Regions from separate parts of the Mus musculus genome. Here all the other regions are linked to region 3. A link is a contact called in public Hi-C and promoter capture Hi-C data. All regions are on one chromosome and are shown on one strand. Each heading gives the region's core, a stretch centred on a gene start, on an enhancer-like site or on the middle of the called end of the contact. The rest is flanking DNA. Distances are from core to core; before and after follow the strand shown. Region 1 holds the start of Zfp94 (zinc finger protein 94). Region 2 holds the start of Zfp109 (zinc finger protein 109). Region 3 holds the start of Rab4b (RAB4B, member RAS oncogene family). Region 4 holds the start of Zfp260 (zinc finger protein 260). Region 5 holds the start of Kcnn4 (potassium intermediate/small conductance calcium-activated channel, subfamily N, member 4).

Region 1 (5,190 bases), core at 289-2,788, 2.9 Mb before region 3:
TAATGGTACACATATATGACCCATACAAAAAGTCTTAGAAAGAAAAAGCGAGAATAAAACAGACTTGTATTTTAAAAGGCTACGCCTTAACAGGAGGAAATACACTTGGCTTGATGCACCTAGATATGCTTGGTCAACAGACCACCACTTCCTCCTTCCTCCCCTGAATCTGTAATGGGGGTAGGGTTAGAGGTAAGGGGCTACACTTGATCAAACCATCTTTTTTTTCCTTTTTTGTTTTTTGGGTTTTTTTGGCTTTTTGTTTTGTTTTGTTTTTCAAGACAGGGTTTCTCTGTGCAGCCCTGGCTGTCCTGGAACTCACTCTGTAGACCAGGCTGGCCTCGAACTCAGAAATCCATCTGCCTCTGCCTCCCAAGTGCTGGGATTACAGGTGTGTGCCACCACTGCCCGGCTGATCAAACCATCTTGGGAGCATGCTGAGCAGGGAGCTGTGTTGTTTGGACCATCAGCTTTCAGGCTATGACTAGTTTTGAATTTTATGCGGCAACAGTCTTGATCTGAGTTACTCTATCTTGGATAAAAGTGCCAAGAAGAAATCCATGTCTTGTTTACACAGTCATAGCCAGGCGACTCAATTGTGCTATTAAAAGATATCGACTAGCCTTTAGTCCCAGCACTCAGGTAGATCTCTGTGAGTTCAAAGCCAGCCTGGTAACATAAAACATAAGCGCACCAACCATATCACGTTACTTCTTCACCAAGGGACCGGTATGTGGCAGGCACACTGCTCAGTAGCCTGGTCACATGCCAGGAGCCAAGTCCAGTTCCAATGATCCATCCTGTGATAATAAACTCACGAGTGTGTATAACTGTGTGCCAGGTGACTCGTGGTCTGAAATTTATCATTAGCTATGTTAAGCTTGGAATAAAAGAACCTGTGATTAATGGCCAACCACCAGGAGAAATCGAGATTCCTTGGCAAATTGCAGCCAACGAAACTGACACAGCTTATGACTTTCTTGTCGTTCAGCAAAATCTGACATCGTGGAAAGCCATAGACGTGTCCGTTTATCCTTCTACATGACAGGCTCTCGACAAATCTCCACCCATCCCGATTCTCTGCAGTGTAGGTGTGAGTCCTAGAACCTTCAGGGCAGGGTGACACTAGCTACATCAATGCCTCAAACAACACTATCAACATGGCCCTCGCACCCCAATTCCAGACAGCAGTGAAGGAAGGTGTGAGGGCTCACACCTGTCATCGCAACACACCGGATGCTGAGGCAGGAGGCTGACTGAGCCACGCGCTGAGACCCTATCAGTGCGATGATATCTGTGGGATGGAGGGAGGCTCATTGGGCGCCCTGCGCTTCCCTTTCGCCAGCCTGGAGCCGACTCCCCTACGGCCGCCCGCCGCCAACCCTGCAAACCTCCAGATCCAGGCATCAGTCGAGGAAGGTGTGGGAGAGAGGAGACTCAAGGGAGGACAAGGGGAGCGGATGCTAACAGAAACCACCTGGGAAACACTTCCCAGAATGCTTCGCATCAGCCCGCACAACAGAAGCACGCGCAATGCTCCGAGAATTTGAACTACGCTTCCCAGAATGCTCGGCGTCCGCCGGCCTTCACAGACGCACGCGCAATGCGCAGAGACCCTGGACGACACTTCCCAGAAATCTCCGCGTCAGCTCTCCCGGGTGCCTGCGTGTTTGTGGAACAGTTGAACTACATTTCCGGTAGTGAATGCGGAGAGGCGGATCTTACACTCGTTTCTCCTAGTATATAGCCTCTCTGGAGTGTGTGTGTGTGCGCCACGCAGGTACTTCCCTAGCCCTCTGCGGAACTTTTTATTTAATCTGCGAGACACTGGTGCGCACTGTACAATCCATACTGAATTTACGATGGTCCTCCTGCCTCAGTCTTGCACACTCTCAAATGCTGGGCTAACGTGTGTGCCATGACACCATGCTGCCTCTGAACTTGACACGTCCCACGTGGAAAATTTTTCACCCTGGAAAATTAAGAGTCCTTACCTCATAGGCGGTAATTTGGCCCTACCGTTGTCCTTATATACCTGAGTATATAATATATACTTCTGTGTTTCTCAAAGAAACCAAAATTCTCTCTACACATCACAGCCACACAATCCACTTAACCTCCTGCTAGGCTGCTTCTTCAATGTAACCACAGGTACATTGATAATTCATACTCTCCTCCCTGCCCCTCCAGTTTTCTCCCCACTTCCTTCTATCTTCCACATCAATCTAGATCAATCCACAGGAGAAACAAGTTTTGGTTTGCTTGGTTTTTTTTGTTTGTTTGTTTGTTTGTTTTGTTTTGTTTTGTTTATTTTTCAGAGATTTATTTCTTTTTTTATTTATGTGAGTACAAATAAAGTACAATTAAAAAAAAAGCTAGCTTCAGACACACACTAGAAGAGGGCATCCGATCCCATTACAGATGGTTGTGAGCCACCATGTGGTTGCTGGGAATTGAACTCAGGACCTCTGGCAGTCAGTGCTCTTAACTGCTGAACCATCTCTCAGCCCTGTCTGTCTGTCTGTCTGTCTGTCTGTCTGTTTGTTTGTTTGTTTGTTTGTTTGTTTTTAATTATCCCAAAGGACCACTAGCAAAAGTTTTTTTCATCCAAACAAAATCTCGGCGTATGTGTGTGGCACAGCGGAGATGCTGTAACAGGTATACATAGTAGCAAGGAAAAAGACTAGTTTTTACATGATATGATTGTTGTGACAATTTTGGAGTTTTGGTTTCTTTGAAAAACAGAAATACTATAGGAATGTTTTGATTTTAGCCCCAGGTGAGGAATATGAGGCTGCTTCAGACGGTCCACAGCAGCTGGGATTTGCCTCCTGCTCTAGCAGAGGCGTGATTTTGCCAGCTGCAGGTGGTTTCTGTGCGTGTGTGATGTTTAGAATTCGGGGGACTTTTCAGAGAGGGGTGGGTGTAGGTTGGCTTTTGGTGGCTGTTCAGTGGGGTTGTTGGCAGTTTGTTAGCTGTTGGTCTTTGACTGCTGTTGGTCAAAGTTTGTTAAGTGGTCCTGTGCAAAGAAGAAACAGCAAGACGAATGGCAGAGATCAAAGTTGCCCCCAAGAAATGTGATGCCCTTAATCAGCAGGAAGTAGTCTATCAATAACATCACCCCCTTTCTGACCCCCCCCACCTTATTTAGGGATCACTTTCCTCTCCTTTTTCCTCTCTTATCTAGTGTTACAGGGTTGCAAGGGTGGAGAAGGCTGGAAGAAAGAACCCACAGAGTAGTAGCAAAAGACAGCCGGGGTGCCCCCACAGGCTCATCAGGGAAACTCAGAGTTTTCTGGCAGGACCAGTTCCTGGCTTTAAAGCAGAACCCAATAAGAGCAGCACCTGTTATTTTCATGTGGCCACTTCAGGGGAGCCCCAGGATTGCAATTTTGAGGGAGTGACTTTTAGGCATAACTATCCCTTCCAGACACGTACCCAACAGCAGCACCTAAAGCGCCAATCTTCATCCTCCTAGTTGGAGTCGGGGAGACTATGTTTGGATATTTTGAAAGATAAGCGGGCCCTGGCACTACAGATGTGCAGTTCTGCAGTCAATCCAGGCTTTCTTAAGGACTACTAATCCAGGTGATCCCTTAGCAAATGACATAGCCGAGCCTTGGAAGGAGCCACAAAGCCCAAGCCATAGAAACAGCGAGAGCAAGGACTAGGTTATATGCTATGAATAATATTTAACTTGATCAGACCATCAAGTGTACATCACTTTTGTTCTGCAAAACTTCTTCCTTTTGTTGTTTACATTGACACAGTCTTAGAAACATTACAGATTAAAAGCCCAGGAGCCTTCATCTTTGGTGATTACATGCACTTTAGCAAATCTGTCTTGTCCTGGTGCACTGCTGCAAAGCATGAGCAGAGAGGCTGGAAGTAGCATCCGGGTTCCTGTGAGATGCTGAGAGCAGTGACTCTGCTTGGACTCGTTTCCCCATCGTAGTTTAAGTGCAAGGCACTGAGAAGAAAGGAAGTAGGTTCGCTGCCAGGGCTATGCATGTTTTTACTTTATTTGAGGCGGGGAGGTAATTTTATCTGTTCTGTTGGCTCCTTCCTCCTTTCCCCCCTCCCTCCTCTTAGGAGATCTAATCGCAGTGATTAAACACAGCTAACCAGCTTGTTTAGACTATGTTCTGTAGGCAAGTCTAACTTTAGACACTGTAGATGGACAAGCCTGATTGACTTTTGTGCATGATGGCACACCGAAGTCCTGTCCACAACACAGGTTCTGCACGCAAAATTATTCAGATATTTTCTGTAGGGTTGGGAAATGTACATAGACACCTAATTCATATGCCTTGTAAGCTTCTAGAATACTTCCAAGGACATTTTAACAGAAAACCAAACAGAGCTGGAGAGATGGTTCAGCGGTTAAGAGCACTGACTGCTCTGCCAGAGGTCCTGAATTCAATTCCCAGCAACCACATGGTGGCTCACAACCATCTGTAATGGGATCCGATGCACTCTTCGAGTGTGTGTCTGAAGACAGCTGGAGTGTACTCATATAAATAAAAAAAATAAATCTCTAAATAATAAAATTTTTTAAAAAAACAAGCAAAACAAAACTTGTCCCTCCTGTGGATTGATCTAGATTGATGTGGAAGATCTAGAAGGAAGTGGGGAGAAAAAGTGGAGGGGCAGGGAGGAGGAGAGTATAAATTATCAATGTACCTGTGGTTTTGAAGAAGCCCAGCAGGAGGGCTAAAGTGGTTGGATTGTGTGGCTGTGATGTGTAGAGAGAATTTTGGTTTCTTTGAGAAACACAGAAGTATATATTATATACTCAGGTATATAAGGAAAAAGGTAGGTCCAAATTACCGCCTATGAGGTAAGGACTCTTAATTTTCCAGGGTAGAAAATTTGTGGTGAACTTGAAGAACTGAATTTTGACTGGAATGTTTACTGACTTCCTCATCTTCACAATGCACATCATCTAGTTTCAGCAGAAAGCCCGTTTCTCCAGTGTTTACCATGCAGGCTTGAGCCTTGGTTCACTCCCTGCTAACCTGCTGCCAGATTTGTGAGCAGAAAAGCGCCTCATGTGACAGGTGCCTCAATCCCACTTCCTCAAGAGACTCCATCTCCTCAGGATTCTTGTCTCCTAGAAGCACAAAGAGAATTCAGAGAGAGAGAGGTAGGGCGTGTGAATGCTCTGTTGGCTGATGTTGGAGCTATACA
Region 2 (4,764 bases), core at 1,587-4,086, 2.9 Mb before region 3:
TGCTCAGACTGCTTTCTGGTATAAACCAGGACCTTCAGCCCAGGATGGCACCAGCCACGGTGGGCTGGGCCCTCCCACATCACTCACTAATTAAAAAAAATGCCCTGCACCTGGATCCTATGGAGGCATTTCCTCCTCAACTGAGGCTCCTCCCTCCCTTCTGACTCTAGCTGGTGTCAAGTTGACACACATCACCAGGCAGTACACCTATTCAACCCTTTCCATGGCTAAAGAGGGGATGTGGGACAAAAACGAGAAAACACTGTGGAAGGAACTTGGCGTCATTACTGCAGCTTCGTCACTAGGTCCATCGCTACTAAATGGGAAGTCATGGATTGCAGAGTTAGGGCGCACCAAGCCCTGTGGGGAGTAACGTGCTGACTTACACTGAGACAATGTAATGGAGCTGGCAATGCCCGGCTCCTCCTGGGCAGTACAGCGTGGGTTTACCTTCATCCAAAGCGCTCTGAAACCCATTTCATGAGTGATGACATCACTTAGAATGCTTAGCGCTGAGCAAGATTATGAATTTCAGATTCAGAATCCTTTATTAGCAAAGTCTATGCAAATGTTCCCAAATCCAAAAGTTCTCCAATTTATGAAACGCTTGTGTGCCCAGGAGTATCTGGCAGACGGCACTCAAGTCTGAATCAATCATTAAGCCCTGAGCCCTGTCCATCTAACAGGCTGTACCGGCTGGTTTTGTGTCAATTTCATACAATCTAGAACTTGGCAACTTCTCAATGCCTCAGTTTGCCCATGTGTATAACAGTATCTCCATTCCACATATCCCTGAAGGGATTAAATGAGTCCACCGAGGGACCTTAGACACAATATGATATGCATTAAGCAGCCAATATATGTCCAACAAAACTAACATCATTGTCTGCATTATGCCAATCATGGCCACACAGTGTTCCATAAAGGTTACATTATACATTTATATAACATTATATGTGTATATAATGTTATATATGTTAAATGTTCTGTCCATATACACACAATATATATAGAAGCATTTTATTTATATATATAGTGTTCCACTGATATATACATAATAACTTTAAAACAAAAATTCAATTAAGTGAAAGTTTCAAGAAAACTATTTTTAATCACTTACCAAGGTACCCAAAAAAATTTTAAAGTGTCCAGTTTAGGCCAGAATACAGAGAATCAGGGATACCTGGTGACTACAAATTACGTGTGAAAATCACCACTGTTGTTAACAAAACAAGCGTCTAGTCCCTGGAGCTGAGGGTACTGTGTAGCTGGGGAGCTTGGCTGAACTCCATGTAAAATACCCGTGCATTTGTATTCATGCTGCAGTTTCCTGAATCATGGCTCCTGGGTGCTCAGCGGTGTCTAATAAATGCGCTGAGTTTCAGGGCTGCTGGGGAGTCTCCATCAGAGCACACAGCTCATTCGATCCCAGCTTGTCTGTACACATGTCTGTGTGTCTGTCCTTTCTTCATTCCTTCATCATCTGAGTTGGGTCAACCACAGAAGCTGTGCGGAAGCCAGACGCTCCCTGGTTGTTCAGGATATGAATGCTCAGGAAGTCCAATGCAGGAAGTGAGGGTGAGCAGTTTTCTGTGTGCATGTGTGTATACATGTGTGCATGCATGTGAGTGTACATATGTACACAAGGGTACACATGTATGTACAGGCTACAGCCCAACCTCTGGTGTCCTTCCTCAGGTGCTGTCTAGGGTTTTTGTTTGTTTTGGGAACAGGGTCCTTCCGTGGCCTGGACCTTGTCAAATAGGCTATGGTGGCTGCAGAGCACTTGCTCAGCATGCAGGGGTCCTGTTTCCAATCCCTAGCACTGTGGGGATGGGGGAAGCAACCCGACTTACCTGTAACTTGGTCATTGTTCTCTTCTCTTTGAGACAAGGCAGGGCTCTGGGAAGCAAGCTGGGGGAGGAAGGGCTTCGTGAGAACACTGCTAGGACAGTTGTTCCACATGGCTTCCTCAGCTTCTCCATCAGCCCCAAGGGCTGTGCGCGCTGACCAGGCTTTTCTACTAAGCTCCCGGGTTACCAGACTCACCACATTCTCTGTTTCTGGAAGCTTCAGGAATACTGGGTACTCCTACCTTCACAAAGCCGCCTGTGGTGATGGGTTTTCTAGAAAAGCAATTCTTTAAGCTCTGAACTCTCTAATGAACGCTGTCAAAACTGACCGTCACTCTCAGACGGGCCTGTTAATTTGATGGCTATTTTACACATACTTGTTTCTATACACGGGAGTGAAATCCCTCCCCCTTCCCAGTCCTCTGTCTCTACCACTAAAAGGTTGACATTCTAGTGAAGGTCGCTCACCTGAAAAAGCCTCCAAAAAGTCTCCATTCCCGCGTGCATGAAATAAGGACCAACAAAAACCTGAACCCTTTCTTTAAAAGGGAGTTTTTGCCCCTGCGATATGGCTCAAGGAGTACATGTACTGTGGTGGAGCCTGGTCAGCTGAATTCGAGTCTCTGGACCCCACATGGTGGAGGAGTGACTCTACTCCCACTTTTTATAAGCTGTGGCACGCCCCACTCTTTAAGTAAATAAACAAATAAATAAATGCAAAAAAAAAAGTCACATCAAAACCAGAGTTGCGTACCACTTAAGGCTTTAGGACACTGGCCATCTGTCACCACAGCTCCTCTACCAGGCTCCCATGGGAAGCTAGACTCTCCCCGGGGCTCCAGGAGCAGCTGAGATGGGTCCAGGAATCCCTGGCAGCGCCACCTCAGGAAGAGCCCAGCTAGAGAGAACCGGTCGCCGCCGCAGCCACCACCACTGCCTGCTTCTCCCGGTCCACAGACTCTGTCCCCACGGGACACTCAGGGAACACGGCGGCACCTGAAGGGGCGCGGGACCCTCCACGTCTCCCCTCCCTGGCACACCCGGAGGTAACCATGCCTCCCGGAGCGGAAGCGACCTCGACCTACACAGGCGCCGGAACTACAGTTCCCAGAATGCGTCAGCAAAAGTGCCTGGCTTTGGAGCACATCTAGGACACCATCAGAAACCTTCCTTAGAAAGGTTACACCCATTTGAGGGATGGAGCCATCCTCACATCTCAACATTTTAAACCGTGAAATCTTTCTGTCCAAAGGAAAAACAGGGACAAAAAAATGGAGCAGAGACTGAAGGAAAGACCGCCCCACCTAGGGATCCATCCCACCTGCAGACACCAAATCCCCACAATATTTCTGATGATAAGAAGTACTTACTAATAGGAGCCTGGTTTGGCTGTTTCCTGAGAGGTTCTACCAACACCTGCAAATACAGCCAGCCGTCGAACTGGCCCCGGGGACCCCAATGGAAAAGCAAGGGGAAGGACTGAAGTAGCTGAAGGGGTTTGCAACCCCATAAGAAGAACAATATCAACTAACTGGACCACCCAGAGCTCCCAGGGACTAAACCACCAACCAAAGAGTACACATGGAGGGACCCATGGCTCTAGATACATATGTATTAGAGGATGGCCCCATCTGACATCAGTGGGAGAAGAGGGAGGCTTGATGCCCCAGAGTAGGGGATGTCAGAGGGGGAAGGCAGAGTGGGTGAATAGGTGGAGGAGCACCGTCATAGAGGCAAACAACACCCTCATGAACAACAACTATAGATACTGTTTTCTTTTCTTTTCTTTTTTTGTTTTTGTTTTGTTTTCTTTGTTGTTTTTGTTTTTTTTTTTTCCTAAACAGTTTCTCTGTGTAGCCCTGGCTGTCCTGGAACTCCCTGTGTAGACCAGCTATCCTCGAACTCATAGATCTGCCTGCCTCTGCCTCCCAAGTGTTGGAATTAAAGGGGTAGGCCACCATGACCAGCTGTGGATACTTTTTTAAAACATTGAAGTCCCATATTATACTGTATTATAAAAGCTAAAACTTACTTCACAACTATAAGAACTCGATTCCACAGCAAAGTCAGAGTCCCTACATAGAATCCCCCAGTGAGGGGCTGGAGGAATGACCTAGTGGTCAAACACAGAGTATCTGAGTCAACATTCTATTGCTGTGAAGAGACACCACCTAGGCACTTCTCTCTGCCTCCCTCTCTACTTACCCCACCTCCCCTATACCCTTTCTCCCTCTGTCTCTTTTTCAATAATTTATTGGTTTTTTAATTCACTTTACATCCCAATCACAGCCCCCTCCCTCCTCTCAGCACAATTCTACCCTTACAAATCCCTCCTCCCTCACTGCCCCCCTTTTGTATCACCCTGCCCTGGGATATCTAGTGCCAGCAGAACTAGGCACATCCTCGCCCACTGCAGCCCAACAAGACAGACAGGTAGTGGGAAGGTAATCCAATGGTAGGCAGCAGAGTCAGAGATAGCTCTCTCTCTACTTATTAGGGGACCCACATGAAGACCAAAGTGCACATTTATTACAAATGTGTAGGGGGGGTCTAGGTCCAGCTCGTGCATGCTCCCTGGTTGGTGATCCAGGTTCTGTGAGTCCCCATGGACCCAGGTTTGTTGACTTTGTAGGTTTTCTTGTGGTGTCGCTGACCCCCGGGGCTTGCTAACATCTATCTCTAACTCTTCCATAAGACTCCCTGAACATTGCCTGATGTTTGGCTATGAGTGTGCGCATCTGCCTCCATCTGATGCCGGATGAAGCCTCTGAGGAGACAGTTATGCTAAGTTCCTGTCTGCAAGCATAGCGGAGTATCATTAATAGTGTCAGGGGTTGGCTCTCTCCCATGGGATGGGTCTCAAGTTGGGTCAGTCATTGGTTGCCTGTTCCCCCAGACTCTACTCCGTCTT
Region 3 (5,010 bases), core at 1,569-4,068:
TAGTCAATGGTACCTGCTACCTACCCCACCTGCTGCCCCACTGACCCACACCATGACCACATCCGCAGTTCCAGGGTCCTGCCAGAAACTCACACTTATTCTCAATAAACTGGTGGAGAAGACATGATTTGCCAGTTCCAGCACTGCCAATCACCAGGAATTTGAAGAGGAAGTCTGAGCAGATGGTGCCGAAGATATCCAGAGGGAGAGAAAGACAAAGGGAATAAGAGAAGAAACAGAAAGTCAGAAGGAAAAGTATACACAAAAGTATAAATACAAAAAAGTATACTTTTGGGCTGGTGAGATGGCTCAGCAAGTAAGAGCACTAACTGTTCTTCCAGAGGTCCTGAGTTCAAATCCCAGCAACCACATGGTGGCTCACAACCATCTGTAATGAGATCTGATGCCCTCTTCTGGTGTGTCTGAAGACAGCTAGAGTGTACTTATGTATAATAATAAAAAAGTATACTTTTACACAAAAGTATAAATACAGCATGCATTTAAAAAAAGAAAAGAAAGAAAGAAAAGAAAACAGGAAAACTTAAAAAAAGAAAAAAATCCAGAAGTCTGCAGGGCTGTTGATAGAACTTGGGAAATCCTGCATGCTAGCCAACCTAGCCCAAGATGATTTTTTTTTTTTTTTTTTTTTTTTTTTTGAGACAGGGTTTCTCTGTATAGCCCTGGCTGTCCTGGAACTCACTTTGTAGACTAGGCTGGCCTGAAACTCAAAGATTCCCCTGCCTCTTCTGCCCTCCTGGGCGCTGGGATTAAAGGTGTGCACCACTACTGGGCTCAAGAGGACTCTTTTTTCTTTTTTCATTATTATTACTGATATTCGAAACAAAGCTTCACTATGTATTCCAGACTAACCTCGCTGTCCTCAAACTCCAAGCACTCCTCCTACCTCAGCCTCTAAAAGACTGTGCTGCCATCCTCTACTTTCTTCCTTCCTTCCTGTCTGTCTGTCTGTCTGTCTGTCTTTTTCCTACTCAGGGACTCACTATCTGGTCTTGAACTGCAATCCTGCTGCCCCAGCCTACCCACTGCTGTCTGTCTGTCTGTCTGTCTTTTTCCTACTCAGGGACTCACTATCTGGTCTTGAACTGCAATCCTGCTGCCCCAGCCTACCCACTGCTGGAAGTGCCAGCACACTGCACTTTTCTTTCTTTCTCTTTTTCTTATTTTAAGAGTATTACTTTGGCCAGGCAGTGGTGGCGCACGCCTTTAATCCCAGCACTTGGGAGGCAGAGGCAGGTGGATTTCTGAGTTCGAGGTCAGCCTGGTCTACAGAGTGAATTCCAAGACAGCCAGGACTGCACAGAGAAACCCTGTCTTAAAAAAAAAAAGAAAGAAAGAAAGAAAGAAAAGAAAAAGAGTATTACTCTGTAGTCCAGGCTGACCTCTAACTTGAAGCAGTCTTCCTGCCTCGGTTTCCCAAATGAGAGGGTTATAGCACACAAAATTATTTTTATATAGTGTTTACCATATACATGCCCATCACAGTCCTAAAGACTCATTTAATCATAAATAAAGCTCTAAAGATAAAATTATACAGCTCAAGAGATGGCTCAGCAGTTGAGAGCAATGACTGCTCTTCCAGAGGTCCTGAATTCAATTCCCAGCAACCTCATGGTGGCTTACAACCATCTATAATGGGATCCAATGCCCTCTTCTGGTGGCTCTGAATACGGCTACAATGTACTCATATACATTAAATAAATATTTAAAAAGGAAAGAAGGAAGTATACTAAGGACTTCTACTTTCCAGACTAGGAAAATGAGGCCAGAGAGGTTAACTGACGAAAGCAAGACTACACAGCTAGGCACAGCTAAGCTACAAACCCAAACTAAAGGTCTCCACAATGCAAGACCTTACCTGATGCATTTCAAAAGCCATTTCAACAAGAATTAAATCTGACCTCCATTCCTCTTCACTTCACCTCCTACCCCCTCTCACTCATTCACTCTGTCAAGGCCTCTGACGTTGGGCCTATGTCCTAAACTGGTTACCTCCTCTGGTAAGTGTGCACCAGATTCTGTGGCTTTTCTATGAGTGTTCAATGAATGGAGCTGTCTCTGATTGTCGTCAGAGATTTCTACTGCCTTCCAACCTACCTCTACCCACCTGACACTGTACATCCATACTGATTGCCTAACTCTGAACCTTGTCTCCCCATCCTCTGTCCAGAACCCCTGGCCTCTATCCTTAAACTTATGCCGCATTTCTTGACGCTAAGTTTCAAATCTATAACTCAAGAACATCACTCCAGCCCTCTCAAACCAGATCAGCCCACAGAGTGTGCAGGGTGCACAGCATCTGTGAGGCTCTCTCTGTAGTCCATAAAACCTGACCCTTGCTGGTCACCGTCAGCCCCGCCCTATCCACTCATGCTCCGCCCAGGAAGGCTTGCTTCCCTCTTCAAGGCCTACCCCCTACCCTAATCTACCAAGACTAGGTCCCTTAAATCCCGCCCTAGATCTTTTTAACCCGTACAGCGGCCTCTTCAAGCTCCACCCAAATCGATTAGCTCAGCCCCAGACCCACTTAGCCCTGCCCCGTATCCGGGCAGACCCCGCCCACCTGACCAGAAAGCCCCGCCCCACTTCCACATCCACATCCACTACGGGCCCAGCCCCCCCTGCTTCGGCCCATCAGCCTCACCGTAGGTCTCGGCCATGGCTCAGTGGCGACCGCTGAGGGCCGCAATATGGCGCCGCAGCCGCGCCTGTTCCTCGGCTGGCAGCCGCTCCACTCGGGCTGCAGCCTCAGCTCCTTTCCACTTCTGGACCCGGCGCCGCCACTTCCGCCTTCACCGCCCCCCCCCCTCCCGCGCGAGCCTCCGGAGCTGCGGATACCAGGCCACGCTCGCCCAACGCAGTGATTGGTGGATTCAGGAGGCAGTGGGCGGGATAAGCGGCGCGGATTGGTGGCATGAGAGGGGCCGAGTCAAAAGGGGCGTGACATAGAAGAGCGATTGGTGGAGCAAGTGGGAGAGGGCGGAGGCAGAGATGCTGCCCTAGCGGTGGAACGGATTTGGTCAAATATCGGGGAGCAGAGACTAGACTCCGTATTGGTTATACGTAGGCACGGGGCGGGGACAAGAATGCCAAGAAGGAGCAAGGGCAGGATGGACAGAGTTGGAAGAATGGATCTCAGGCTGCTGAGTGTAATTTCTAACCCCATAGACCGGAAAGAGGAAAGCTGAGGACACGCGCACATTTATCCCTATCTACAAGAAAAACCTCTGTTGGTCGGGCTCTGGGGTCGCGCATGCTTTCAACCCCAGTACTCAGGAAGCAGAGGCAGATGTATCGCTGAGTTCAAGGCCAACCTGGTCTACATAGTGAGTTTCAGAACAGTCAGGGCCTACATAGAGAAACCCTCAAAACAAAGACAAAACAAAAAAACTGTACGTTCTATGCGCTTCTCGGGATCTATTGGCTCATACCAATGATTCAACTCCCTTTAAAAGAGAGGAAAGCGTACATATATTGTACTGTTTACCCCCTTGCTTGGGGGTCCCAAACCTTACCTTGGAGCAAAGGGCTTGCAAAGTGAAATTCTGCCTAGTAGCCACTGACGTTACAACATTCAGGGCATTAATTGGCTATATTCAGAAACCCGTGAAACATTCTTTGCACATACCCACCCAACCCCAAAAACCAAAGAGACAAATAGTTTGCCATTGGCTGCTGTATTTGCATAGAGCCGGAAGGGTAACTGCAGGGATAGCGGTAGGCTGAGCTCACTGGCAGTAGAAATCCCATTGCTGAAAAAGAGTAGATAGAAAACCAACCAGTGATGACATTGCAATGCGCCTAGTGGTTCTAACAAAGTTATAGCTGCAAGGACTAGGTTTGATCACCCAGAAATGAACACATTAGCTTCCAGTACTGCACCCTCTGCCATTTCCCAATTAGAGATCACTCAGCACTGGGCAGGGCCTGTAAACTCAGCAGCCCTCAGGAGGCTGAAACTGGAGGCTAGTGATTTTGAGGCCAGCTTGGGTACATACCAACAACAAAAATAATTACTTCTCATAAACAGGTAAGCAAATAAAGGAACTATCATCCTACTCCCACCTCCACCCCCAAGACACTCACATCGGTCTTCATATCAATTTTGCCAGGTTTCAGAGTCAGGTCCTCCCGGACAATGCTACTGGGGAAATAGCCCAGGCGGGCTGCCAGGTCTCCATAGTAACCTCCCTGAACCTGGAGAAGAAGTTAAAAGTCCATCTGGGGAAACGGCACTTATGCTTGCTGAACGCCTGTGTACAATCTTCCCTCTTACTTGAATCTCAGCTTAAATGCCATTTGCTCATGGATAGAATGTTGCCACTACAACTAATCCTCACAATGTCATGTTTGCTGCCACTTTTGATGGCTTGCTGGTTGCCTGCCTCTACCCCTTTGTTCACTGTTGTATCCCGGGTATGAAAAAGAGCTTTGGCGCTAAGCTTCTCTGTAATTTCTAAAGAAAAAAAAAAAAAATGCAATAAGTAATAAAATGTCCTTCCTTCCCCCAAATCTCGTTTTCCCCTCCCCCCAAATCTTCCCTTCATATGGAAAACAAGGCTTTACAAACCCAAACAAACCCCACACCCTTCCCATTATCACTCTCTGAAGACTCACACTGCCTCCCCAGAAAAGGCGCCCACGGCCCTTCAACTTGGAGAAGACATACACCACTTGGCCCCTATATATAGTCAAGAAGCGGCAATCAGGGGCCACGTAGTCCTGGAGGGCCACAGCCATGGAGATAGGATCTGGGGAGGGAGAAGGAAATGACAGCAACTGCAAAACAGACTAGCAGTCCAAGCCTTCAGCCCCCTTCCCTTGTTCCCTGACTCTTACGGCTGCATTCCTCGTCCGCACACAGCTTCCAGTCAGCCAGCTTGGGCATAGCTCGATCAGCCCTGCTAGGCCCTGAAAAAACAGACAAGACGACGATGCCAAGGAGCACTGGGGACCACACCATCATGGACTGAGAATGACCAAGTGAAGAAC
Region 4 (5,380 bases), core at 1,319-3,818, 2.9 Mb after region 3:
ATGCCTTTAATCCCAGCACTTGGGAGGCAGAGGCAGGCAGATTTCTGAGTTTGAGGCCAGCATGGTCTACAGAGTGAGTTCCAGGACAGCCAGGGCTACAGAGAAACCCTGTCTGGAAAAAAAAAAAAAGTAAAAAAAAAGTAAGACACAACTATAATTCCTAAACGTATAAGGGGCATCAGGAGTTCAAGGCTATGCAGGGCTTTGAGGCCAGGCTTGGCTATTTGAGCTCGTCTCAAAGAAATAAATACAAAACAAAATTGTAAAAGACTGCCAGAGAGGTAGCTGAGTTGGTAAAGTGTTTGCTGTGAGGTGGGACTTTCTGGTTTCTCTGACGACTCAATTGTGCCAGGTGATGTTTTTCCGGAAGCTCCCTTATGAGAGGGCACGTGATGTTTTGCTGAAACCAGACTCTTCAGAAGGCACATAATGTTTAGAAAGAACATAAATGGAACCCCACAAACAGTGAGAGGATGCTCTTGCATTCCTATTCCGTACAAAGCTTCGCTGGTCTTCACTTTGTCGAGAGAAATGCACCAAAGAACTTCTCGTGGTATTCCGGCTGCTCCTGGCTGCTCCCTCTGATTTGGGCCAGTTGCAGTTTCTGCTGGATCTTGCCGCCACTACTGATTCATTTTTGGTGTTTGCTATTGGCCTGGACTGCTGGAATCCTGACAAGGAAGAGTGGGATTGCCCCGAGAAACTACTTCTAAATGGGTCTGTGACTCCCTTTTCCTATTAACCTTTCTCCCTTGCTTCTGGTCGGTGGATTAGAAGGGAAGTTGAAGTGTTTAAGAACCCTAAATAAAGTAGGTTTTGAAAAAAAAAAAAATCTAAGCCCGCAAGTAGGCTGCCTCTCCTGAAGTCAGGGTTTCAGAGAGCTGCTTCTTATTGGCTCTTGGAGTCCCTTTTATGGGGAAGGGTTAGGGTTGATAGAAAATAGGTGTAGAGAGCTGGAGAGATGGCTTAGCAGTTAAGAGCACCGACTGCTCTTCCAGAATTCCTGAATTCAATTCCCAGCAACTCACAACCATCTGTAATGGGATCTGATGTCCTCTTCCGGTATGTCTGAAGAGAGCAACAATGTACTCACATACAATTAAATAAATAAATAAATAAATAAATAAAGCTGTAGCTATAACTGGCTGTTAAAAATCTGGACAGAAGGGGGGGCTGGGCTCAAGGCTGTGTGTGGGGTGGGTGTGGGAATGTATCATGTAAAAGGGTACCTGGGAAGGTATCTGGTAAGACATATTGGTAAGCCATAAGGACAGTCATATATTCCAGGATCAAGAATTTAGCTCACAGTTCACGGTGGCACCTTTTTGGTTTCACACTGGGCTGTTTGATAAGGAGAGAGGCAGAAGCCTAGAGGTCAGGAGAGCAGAAAACCAAGCATGGTGGACAAGAGGTCAAACGGGCTAGATTATATAGGGAAGAGAAGCTGGGGAAGGGACAGCCCAACTCTGGTGGGAGATTTCAGGGTAGGAGGCAGGGTAGCCCAGGACAAGCACAGGTAGCCAGGCCCCACCTCTATACTAATCTAATGGCCTGGCCCAGTCCCTTGATGTGCAAGAGTATTCAGGGCCAGCCTTCTAGACTGTTCTACCACTGAGAAGGCTGTTTCCAGCCCCTTGAGATACAGACAAGATCCACTCTATAGAGGAAAAAAGGGCGGGGGCGGGGGGAAGAATCCCAGGCCGCCCTGGAAGCCCCGCCTCCTTTCCCCCCAAACCCTATATAATGCCTGCCTCCTGTTCTGTTCTTTGTTGATTCTCTCCCAAGCAAAGGCACCCAACTTCTTGAGGCTTTCCTAATACATCTCTCCCGAGGTTTGCTGTAGGGTGTGACTTTGTGGTATTCCTTGGCTCCCAACTGTAGGATAGCTTTCCCTTTAGAGCTGTAACACCTTCACCAGGCCATCAGCTGCTTTGATATGTTAACAGGCATCTCAGCCATTTGCCCCAGTTTTGGGACCTAACACTCAGGTAACGCATTAACAAACCTCCCACAGGACCCCACAACTCACCTGCATACTGCTTTCCACATTGTTACACACTGTCACAACCCTAGGACATACGGCTACAAAAATTACAATTTCACAATAGTTCATTTTCCTGATTGTTTAGTCTGAACCCAATTATCAGTCTCAATTCCAGCCTGGCTTCAGTTTGTGATACTGTAGCAATCGCTTCCTTAACACCAGAGTCTGATACAACTCTCTGCAGAGCTGCCAACTATCAGCCTGAGATGCCTTCTGGGAAATGTAGTTCAGCAGTGCGCCACGGTGGCCAAGATGGCGTCCTCTCCCGTAAAACCCAGAGGATTGCGCCTTACTGGGAATCTCGCCCTGGAGGCAAGGAAAAGCCTATTCTGTGAGTTTAAGCTGCACTCATTACACACCTTGGCACACCATTGTCCTTTGCGGTAACACAGTGTAAAAGTGGTAGTATCTGAGTTCCAACCTTTTACTACTTATCCACTGGGAAAAGTTCTCGGGAGAGTGGAGGGGAAATTAACTAGAACCCCTGAGACTTCTGGGAAATGTAGTTCACAGTTAAAAAGAGAGCGAAAGAGAGAGACTAGAATGGAAAAAGATCCTCTAGTTCAGAGCCCTGGTGGGCAGAGACCTCTGGGAGTGCTAGCTCACTGAAGGAGTGCGCAGGCGCAGGCTTCGTGGCTCGCCATCGTCGCCTTTGTCTGGGTGAGTTTGATTTCGGGGTCTGTAGGACCGGGATTTTCCCAGACTGAGTAAAGGCAAAGGAGCTGTGGGGGAGGGTTTACCCACCTGCCCGGGCGAGGATGCCTGAAGGGGCGAAAACGCCTACTGTGATGGTGGAGCTGAGAACTTGGGTGGATGGGGGCTGGGGAGATCAGAAACCGGGGTGGGTTTGCGGGCGGGGTGAGCATACGTGTAAGGGTGTGTTTTGGTTTGTTTCGAGTGAGCGAGAAACTGGTTTCAAGTTTGTAAAAATACAGGGGTGGTTTTCTAATACATGTCGCATTTATTTTAAAAATAAAAACGAGGTGTTTTTTTTTCTTCTGGAAAACAGGAAAGGGAAAAAGATAATTGAGTGAGTAGTTTTAAACCTGGTTTTTAAAAATCAAAACAAGTCTACAGTAAAAAAATGAAACCAACGTTCCTTTGAAAAATATTCTTTGTAACAAAGATTTCCAATAACTCGTTATTGGATGCCTACACATCTGTAGGCATTAACTTGCTACTTGGAAAAACCAGATGAGCTAGTTTTGAGTAGTCCCAAATTTACGGACTAGCCCTTAGAATGTACTTTTCACTGCTGCAGATGGGATTGAATCAGTAAGGTAATTAATTGTCCCCCCTTTAGCACAGAGAGGTCAAGAAAGCTATTTAATTTAGCACTCTGATTTGTCAAAGGACAGGGCTCGTGTGTGTGTGTGTGTGTGTGTGTGTGTGTTGCCTGAATATATGTGTACGTGGAACCTGCAGAGGCCAAAAGAAGACATTGGATCCCCTGGAACTGGAATTATAGACAGTTGTGAGCTGGCATGTGGGTACAGGGAGTTGAACTAGAGTCCTTTGGAAGAACAGCCAGTGTTCTTATCCACTGAGCAATCCCTTCAGCTCCAAATTAAGACTCCTAATTTGTCCAGATTTATCCATACCAAGTAGCTTTTGTTAACATACAGATTTTCTTCTGAGTAGTTTTTGGTCAGTCTTTAAAACATGACAAACAACAAAAAATGGTCTGCGTTCATAGTCCTGCTTGTCCTGGAACTCTCGAGATAGGCTTCCCAAGTGCTGGGACTAAAGGCATGCGCTGTTATAGCTGGCTCATCATCGTTTTGCTTTCATTTCTCCCTCCTTCCTTCCTTCCTTCCTTCCTTCCTTCCTTCCTTCCTTCCTTCCTTCCTTCCTTCTGAGTCAGGGTAGTCTCAGTGTGGCCCTAACTGTTTTGGAATTCGCTCTATAGATTAAGCTGCTCCAAACTAGGATGTTCCAACTGCGTCTGCCTCCTGAGTGCTGGGATTAAAGGTGTGCGCCACCTTGCCTAGCTTGTCACACATCTTTTTAAAACATGTTTTTCTTTTCTTTTTTCTTTTCTTTATTTTCTTTTTTTTTTTTTCCATTAAAGAATTTATTTTTAAGCCGGGCATGGTGGCACACACCTTTAATCCCAGCACTTGGGAGGCAGAGGCAGGCGAATTTCTGAGTTCGAAGCCAGCCTGGTTTACAGAGTGAGTTCCTGGACAGCCAGGACTACACAGAGAAACCCTGTCTTGAAAAAAAAATCCAAAAAAAAATTTTTTTTTAATAAATTCTTTTTTTTTTTTTTTTTTTTTTAAAGATTTATTTATTTATTATATGTAAGTACACTGTAGCTGTCTTCAGACACTCCAGAAGAGGGAGTCAGATCTTGTTACGGATGGTTGTGAGCCACCATGTGGTTGCTGGGATTTGAACTCTGGACCTTCGGAAGAGCAGTCGGGTGCTCTAACCCACTGAGCCATCTCACCAGCCCTTTTTTTAATAAATTCTAATCAAGAGTTATTTATGTGTATGTGAATGCTCGAAGGTTGTGGGCATGTTTATGAATGCCCTTGGAAGCCAGAAGAGGGCATTAGATCTCCTTGAGAGCAGTCCAGTGTGGCTGCTGGGAACCAAACTCCAGTCTTCTGGAAGAGCAAGCAGCAGTGCTCCTAACTGCTGAGCCATCTCTCCAGCCCCTTAACAATTGCAATAAAGTGAGATATTATTAAAGGGTCAACAATTTTGATAAGTAAGAAAAAATTTCAAATTAACAAGGAAGATACAACTTCTTTTAGTGTGTGTGTGTCTACATGTTCATGTGGGTATATGCATAAGCACTCGTGAGTGCACACATGCATGTGTGCATGAGTATGCACATGGGAGTCATAGGGCAGAGCACTTGTGAGTGCACACATGCGTGTGTGCATGAGTATGCACATGGGAGTCATAGGGCAGAGCACTTGTGAGTGCACACATGCGTGTGTGCATGAGTATGCACTTGGGAGTCTTATGGCAGAGCACTTGTGAGTGCACACATGCGTGTGTGCATGAGTATGCACTTGGGAGTCATAGGGCAGAGGTGGAGGTCAGGTGCCTTCCTCCATGACTCTCTACCTTACTGTTTGTGGCAGGCAGGGTCTCTCACTGAATGTGGAACCCCCTGAGTCCATGAGTGTCAGGGATCCACTGCCCTCTCCTCCATGAAGCTGTATGGCAGCGTGTGTGACTTGTTACATAGGTGCTGGGACCTCGATTCAGGACCCAGTGCCTTTACTAGCAGGCATCTCTCCACCCCCAGCTTGCTTTCGTTACCCTTCTGATAGCGATGTGCCTAGGACTGTGGGATTTTTTTCATCTCTAAGGACTTCT
Region 5 (5,268 bases), core at 2,422-4,921, 2.8 Mb before region 3:
GAGAACGATGTACAGGGACGAGAGCCACACGTGAGTCCAAAGCCACGAACAGCTCAAGCCACTCAACTGCACAGCTTCTGGGCCCCAGTTCAGGGACTTCTGAGAAATGTACACACAGACAAATATCAAGGGAGGGAGGGGCCGAGGGAGGAAAAGAAAGAGGGAGAGGGGGAGCGAGGGGCTGAGAAATCAGAGGGTCCAGGAGTCAGGTGTGGTATCAAACATCTGTAATTTCAGAAAACTGGAGGCTGAGTCATGGTAATGATGAGGTTGAGTCCAATCAAGGATGTGGAGTTACTTCCTGTCTCAAAAAACACAAACAATATACAAAAAAAGAAACTAAATCACAACACAGGTTTTGGAGACAGAGGTGAACAAAAGGCTGGGGATGTGGCTCAGTGGTAGAGCCCCTGCCTAGAATCCCCCAGGGAGGGGCTGGGGGCGTGGCTCAGTGGATAGAGCCCCTGCCTAGAATCCCCCAATGAGGTTCCCCAGTGTGGTCCAGTGGTGAGCACATCTCTAGCACACAGACTACCCCGCGTTCCAGTCTAGCAGTGAAAAAAAAAAAAAAAAAAAAAAAAAAAACATAAAGACATAGAGTGAGAGAGATAATAATACAGAGTTGTGTGCAAAGCCCAGAGATGTTCCCGGGGAGGAGGAAGCAGAGATGGCTGCAGGTTCCAGGCAGCAAGCAGGCAGGGATTCCTGGGTGGCAGCATGAGGAGTCCCCAGCTGCAGCCTTTTCTCCAAGTAGACACACGTGTGGTGTCCGGGTGTGACTGGGTGTGACTCCATCCTTCTCCAGCCATGTGTCACTGAGTGGGATCAGCATGTGTGCCATGGGGTGGGGCACCCCCACGGGGTGTGTTTCTGTCACTGGGCGTGTGTGTGTGTGTGTGTGTGTGTGTGTGTGTGTGTGTGTGTGTGTGTTTGGGAGTCTCCGGGCGTGTCTGTGTGGGTAGCATTGGTGCCAGGCATGTCTGTCCACGGGTATCTCATTTCTCTGTAGCTGGCGGGTGCATAGTCCTCGATGCCACAGGACACAGAGTGGGAAGGAGTTGTAACTGAGCGTTTCTCTGAGCTTGGGGACCGTGAGGTGAAACCCTATGTTACAAGATCCCTTTGTGACCTGTCTTGGTGTCCCCATTGTGTCGTGTGTGTTGGCATGCTTGGGAGCATTTAAGGACCTGGCACATGGTGTGTAGACCCATGTGTCTGCTTTCTTTGTTGTGTGTCCCTATTTGAATCTCTGTCTCACACAACATCCTATTCCCAGAGTCACGTTCACCGTGTGCCTTTGTTTTATCTCTTGTGGTGTGTGTGTGTGTGTGTGTGTGTGTGTGTGTGTGTGTGTGTGTGTGTAAGAGAGAGAGAGAGTATGTGTGTGTATGTGTGTGTGAGTGTGTGTGTTAGTATGTGTGTATGTGTGTGTGAGTATGTGTGTGTATGAGTATGTGTGTGTGTATGTGTGTATGTGTGTGAGTGTGTGTGTGAGTGTGTGTGTGAGTGTGTATGTGTGTGTGTGTGTGCTGTGTGTGAGTGTGAGTTCATGTGTGTAAGTATGTGTGTGTGTGTGTGTGTGTGAGTGTGTGTGTGTGCTGTGTTGGAGTAGGGTGCACAGAGTGTGCTTGTCTGTGGAGATCAGAGGCTGATATAAGAATAGCTTCCTCAATTGCTCTGCACCTTGTGTGTTTATGCACTGTGTGCATGTGCCATGATACACACAAGAAAGTCAGAGGACAACCTGCAGGGGTCTGTTCTCTCCTTCCACCATACAGGCTCTGGGATTTGAACTCAGTTAGTGCCCTTAAACCCCATGAGTCTTGTCACTAGTCCTGCACCTCATTTTTTGGAAACTTCGTCTTTCACACCAACAGGAACTCACTGATTCGATTAGAATGGCTCCACCCATCTGACTACATCATCTCCCCACTCAGGGCTGGGGTTGCAGGTATGTGCCTGTGCACCTACGGTTTTTTTTTTTTAACTACTTGTTTTATTTTAGTCTTATTTGTGCTTGAGCATGCATTCGTGGCGTGTGTGTGTGTGTGTGTGTGTGTGTGTGTGTGTGTGTGTGTAAATGTGCATGTAACACCCAGTCTGACTCAGTGAAATAGCTCTGTTACTTATATCAGGATATATGCCCACGCTGAGGGCCTTTCTCTTCCCTGAGTGTGGTGTTTGTGTGGCCATGCACATGGGAGTATAACGGGTATGTGTATTGTGCGTGATGTTGGATTGATGGTGTGCTAATCTGGACGTTGGTGTTCTTGTGGGTCCGAATCCAACCCCATCCCCTCCAAAGGGTTCATATCATCCTGGACTGTGTCCTGTGTGGCTAGAATGTCCTAGAATGTCCAACGCTGGGTAGGCGTTGCTTGCACACTTCCATTGACTGTTCTCTGTGCTAAGGTATGCAGAGTGTCAAGTGCACCAGTGTATGTCAGGATCAATGTCAGGTGTGTGTGTGTGTGTGTGTGTGTGTGAGTCCCACACACAATGATGTGAGCTAGTGTGCATTTCCTGTTTTCTGGGCGCTGGATGACAGTGTCTGCCACCACAGGTGTTTACACATATGGGGCATCTCTCTGTGTTTCACATTCACACCCCCTTGTGTGTCTGTTGACGCATGTGTGTTGTGCCTGGTGATTCTTACAAATTGGTGTGCTCAGACCTGCTGTGTATTTGTGTGGCTCCTGGTACATGTCCCGTGTGGTCGTTGATGCTTAGCTCTTTGTATCGTAGAATATTATAGTGTTTTACTTGGTTTTGGTTTTGGAAACAGGGTCTCATGTGGCCCAGGCAGACCTTGAACTCATAGTTGACAATGATTGAGACCTGCTGATCCTCCTGGCCCCAGTTTCCTAGTACCAAGAGTCAGGCATGCACCATTGCCCACTTTATGCCATGCTGGGATCTACCTCAGAGAGTCTGTGATTCAAAGGAGCCCACTAACAGCTGCACTCCATCCCTGGTCCCACTTAAAAATTATCATTTAAGATTTATTTTTTTTTATGCGCATGCATGTATGTGAATATCAGCCACATGTGTCAGGGGCTCCCAAAAACCAGGAAAAGGGCGTCATCTCCTGGAGTTGAAGTTACAGGTGGTTTCAAGCCACCCACCCAGCAAGTAGGTGCTAGAAACGGAAGTTATACTCCTCTGGAGAGGAGCGCTCACTTTCACTCGCTGTGCCTGACTTTCCAGCCCCTCCCCCGCCCCACTTTGAATGTGTGACTGCGTGAGCTCAACCTTTGGGTGGCCCCGTGTGCAATGGGACGCTGCTGCCCTGCTAAGTGCTGGCGTGTGTCACACCATGTGTGTGTGTGGTGTCTGGGTGTGGCTGTGGGTTTCTGAACTTTCAGGAGTGTGAGTCACTTCTGTGGAGGTTGTGTGGTGTGTGCTGGTGTGTTGGGCTCCGTCTCCGGTCTGTCATAGGGTGCTCTGTGGTGTCTGGGTGTGGTGGGGGTTTTAGGTGTGTACCACAGAGTGCAAACGGTTGGAGAGTCACAACCTATTGTGTCAGTGTGTCTTTGCCCACGTGGATGAACTCTTCTTCCTTGCCCGGGACCACAAGACACACCCCAGCCCCTCCTTAGTCTTAGAAGGGAATGGGATAGCCAGCCTCCCCCTACCCAGGGACCTCCCCGTCCCTCCCCGCCCTGCCCTGCCTGCTGCAGTTACCACTCCCCAGAGGGCACAGGGCTAGGCTGTGCCTTCCAGCAAAAGTCCCAGAGTGAGCAGAACAGGCCGCTGGCCTGGAAGCCAAGCTGGCTGCCATTTGCGTACTGAGAGGTGGGGGACCCTGGGCAGGAAGCTGGCTGAGCCCCAAGACCTCAGGGGCCATGGGCGGGGAGCTGGTGACTGGCCTGGGGGCCCTGAGACGGAGAAAGCGCCTGCTGGAGCAGGAGAAGAGGGTGGCCGGCTGGGCGTTGGTGCTGGCGGGAACTGGCATCGGACTCATGGTTCTGCACGCTGAGATGTTGTGGTTCCTGGGCTGCAAGGTGAGTGGGGCCTTCCACCGAGCAGGGAAGGGACGGGGAGCCTGGTGTGAGGGAGGAGGGCTGGGGTCTGCACCCCTGGGTCTGAGGGAGGAGGGCTGGGGTCTGCACCCCTGGGTCTGAGGGAAGAGAGCTGGGGTCTGCACCCCTGGGTGTGAGGGAGGAGGGCTGGGGTCTGCACCCCTGGGTCTGAGGGAAGAGGGCTGGGGTCTGCACCCCTGGGTCTGAGGGAAGAGAGCTGGGGTCTGCACCCCTGGGTGTGAGGGAGGAGGGCTGGGGTCTGCACCCCTGGGTGTGAGGGAGGAGGGCTGGGGTCTGGACCCCTGGGTCTGAGGGAGGAGGGCTGGGGTCTGATCCCCTGGGTCTGAGGGAGGAGGGCTAGGGTCTGGACCCCTGGGTCTGAGGGAGGAGGGCTGGGGTCTGATCCCCTGGATCTGAGGGAAGAGAGCTGGAGTCTGCACCCCTGAGTGTGAGGGAAGGGGACTGGGGTCTTACACCCCTGAGTGTTAGAGAGCAAAGCTAGGAGATCTTATACTCCTGGGCATGAGGGAGGAAGGCTGGCATCTTCCACCCCGGGGTGTGAAGAAGAGAGGAGAGCTGGGGTGTGAGGGAGAAAGGTTGGGGTCTGCACCCCTGGGTGTGGGAGAAGAGAGCTGGTCTGGACTCCTGGGTCTAAGGGAGGAGAACTGAGGTCTTACACTTCTTAAGGTCTAAGAGAAGAAGGCTGGGTCTGGACCCCTGGATGTGATGGAGGTAGATGGGGGGTCTGTACCCCTGAAACCTGAGCTAGTGTGATATCGTCCTCCCCCCAGCTCCCCCCAACCTACACACACACACACACACACACACACACACACACACACACGCACACACACGTACGCACACATGGGAGACAGTTCTCAGTGTTAGCCTTTGGGTAAGTGTTATCAGACAGACCACTGGGGGTCTGGGCCTTGTTGAGGCCCATACAAGGCTGATCCTTGATAGCCTAGCTCTGGTGAAGGGAGGGCTGGCAAGGGAGAAAGACGTTGTCATTAGGCGTCTCCTTGCTCCTTATCTAGCCACTGCCATTTACCCAGTGCCACCAGGCAGTGCTCTGAAGTAACTGACAGAGGAGACTGTGGGGAGTGGAGCCTTCACCCCACCCTTACCATACAGAAGTGCCATTACCCCCAGAAGGCACCACTCACCAGATAGTGGTCTACTGTGGTTTGAAATCCTTCATCCCTGTGGAAGAGGAGACTTGGGGTTCAGGCTCAAGAGTCTG

What was found. Promoter capture Hi-C pulls out the DNA fragments that hold promoters and counts their contacts. A called contact is a pair of places that touch in the nucleus more often than the background predicts. Capture Hi-C pulls out chosen DNA fragments and counts their contacts.
Region 1: a Hi-C map of B cells shows a contact between it and region 3, with 7 read pairs. The contact joins the promoter of Zfp94 here to the promoter of Rab4b in region 3. A contact is called at or near these places in 4 of 39 promoter capture datasets (cranial neural crest, hippocampal neurons, pre-B cells and 1 more), 1 of 484 Hi-C or Micro-C datasets (B cells), 2 of 115 datasets of contacts at active chromatin or transcription factors (astrocytes and large pre-B cells) and 1 of 9 other capture datasets (liver).
Region 2: a promoter capture Hi-C map of second pharyngeal arch cranial neural crest shows a contact between it and region 3. The contact joins the promoter of Zfp109 here to the promoter of Rab4b in region 3. A contact is called at or near these places in 3 of 39 promoter capture datasets (the 3T3-L1 cell line, cranial neural crest and second pharyngeal arch cranial neural crest).
Region 4: a contact with region 3 is called in a promoter capture Hi-C map of adipose tissue, with 2.5 times the contacts expected there. The contact joins the promoter of Zfp260 here to the promoter of Rab4b in region 3. A contact is called at or near these places in 1 of 115 datasets of contacts at active chromatin or transcription factors (astrocytes) and 2 of 9 other capture datasets (adipose tissue and liver).
Region 5: a contact with region 3 is called in a Hi-C map of B cells, with 5 read pairs. The contact joins the promoter of Kcnn4 here to the promoter of Rab4b in region 3. A contact is called at or near these places in 2 of 39 promoter capture datasets (erythroid cells and hippocampal neurons), 1 of 484 Hi-C or Micro-C datasets (B cells) and 1 of 115 datasets of contacts at active chromatin or transcription factors (astrocytes).

Annotation. Positions count from the first base shown.
Region 1 is chr7:24,315,128-24,320,317 of GRCm38.p6, forward strand. Zfp94 (zinc finger protein 94) reads right to left here and starts at 1,539. Exons shown (of 6, transcript NM_001199321.1): 1 at 1,392-1,539. It also overlaps the pseudogene Gm44513.
Region 2 is chr7:24,234,762-24,239,525 of GRCm38.p6, forward strand. Zfp109 (zinc finger protein 109) reads right to left here and starts at 2,837. Exons shown (of 4, transcript NM_020262.3): 1 at 2,322-2,837; 2 at 1,857-1,914. The coding sequence starts at 1,871.
Region 3 is chr7:27,176,065-27,181,074 of GRCm38.p6, forward strand. It overlaps Rab4b (RAB4B, member RAS oncogene family), which reads right to left and starts at 2,819. Exons shown (of 8, transcript NM_029391.2): 1 at 2,663-2,819; 2 at 94-174. The coding sequence starts at 2,678. Mia (melanoma inhibitory activity) reads right to left here. Exons shown (of 4, transcript NM_019394.3): 1 at 4,858-5,010; 2 at 4,636-4,769; 3 at 4,105-4,215; 4 at 3,677-3,770. The coding sequence starts at 4,981. The coding sequence ends at 3,747. It overlaps Mir3101 (microRNA 3101), which reads right to left and starts at 29; the gene lies at 1-29.
Region 4 is chr7:30,092,508-30,097,887 of GRCm38.p6, forward strand. Zfp260 (zinc finger protein 260) reads left to right here and starts at 2,569. Exons shown (of 3, transcript NM_011981.4): 1 at 2,569-2,704.
Region 5 is chr7:24,366,592-24,371,859 of GRCm38.p6, forward strand. Kcnn4 (potassium intermediate/small conductance calcium-activated channel, subfamily N, member 4) reads left to right here and starts at 3,672. Exons shown (of 9, transcript NM_008433.4): 1 at 3,672-4,004. The coding sequence starts at 3,846.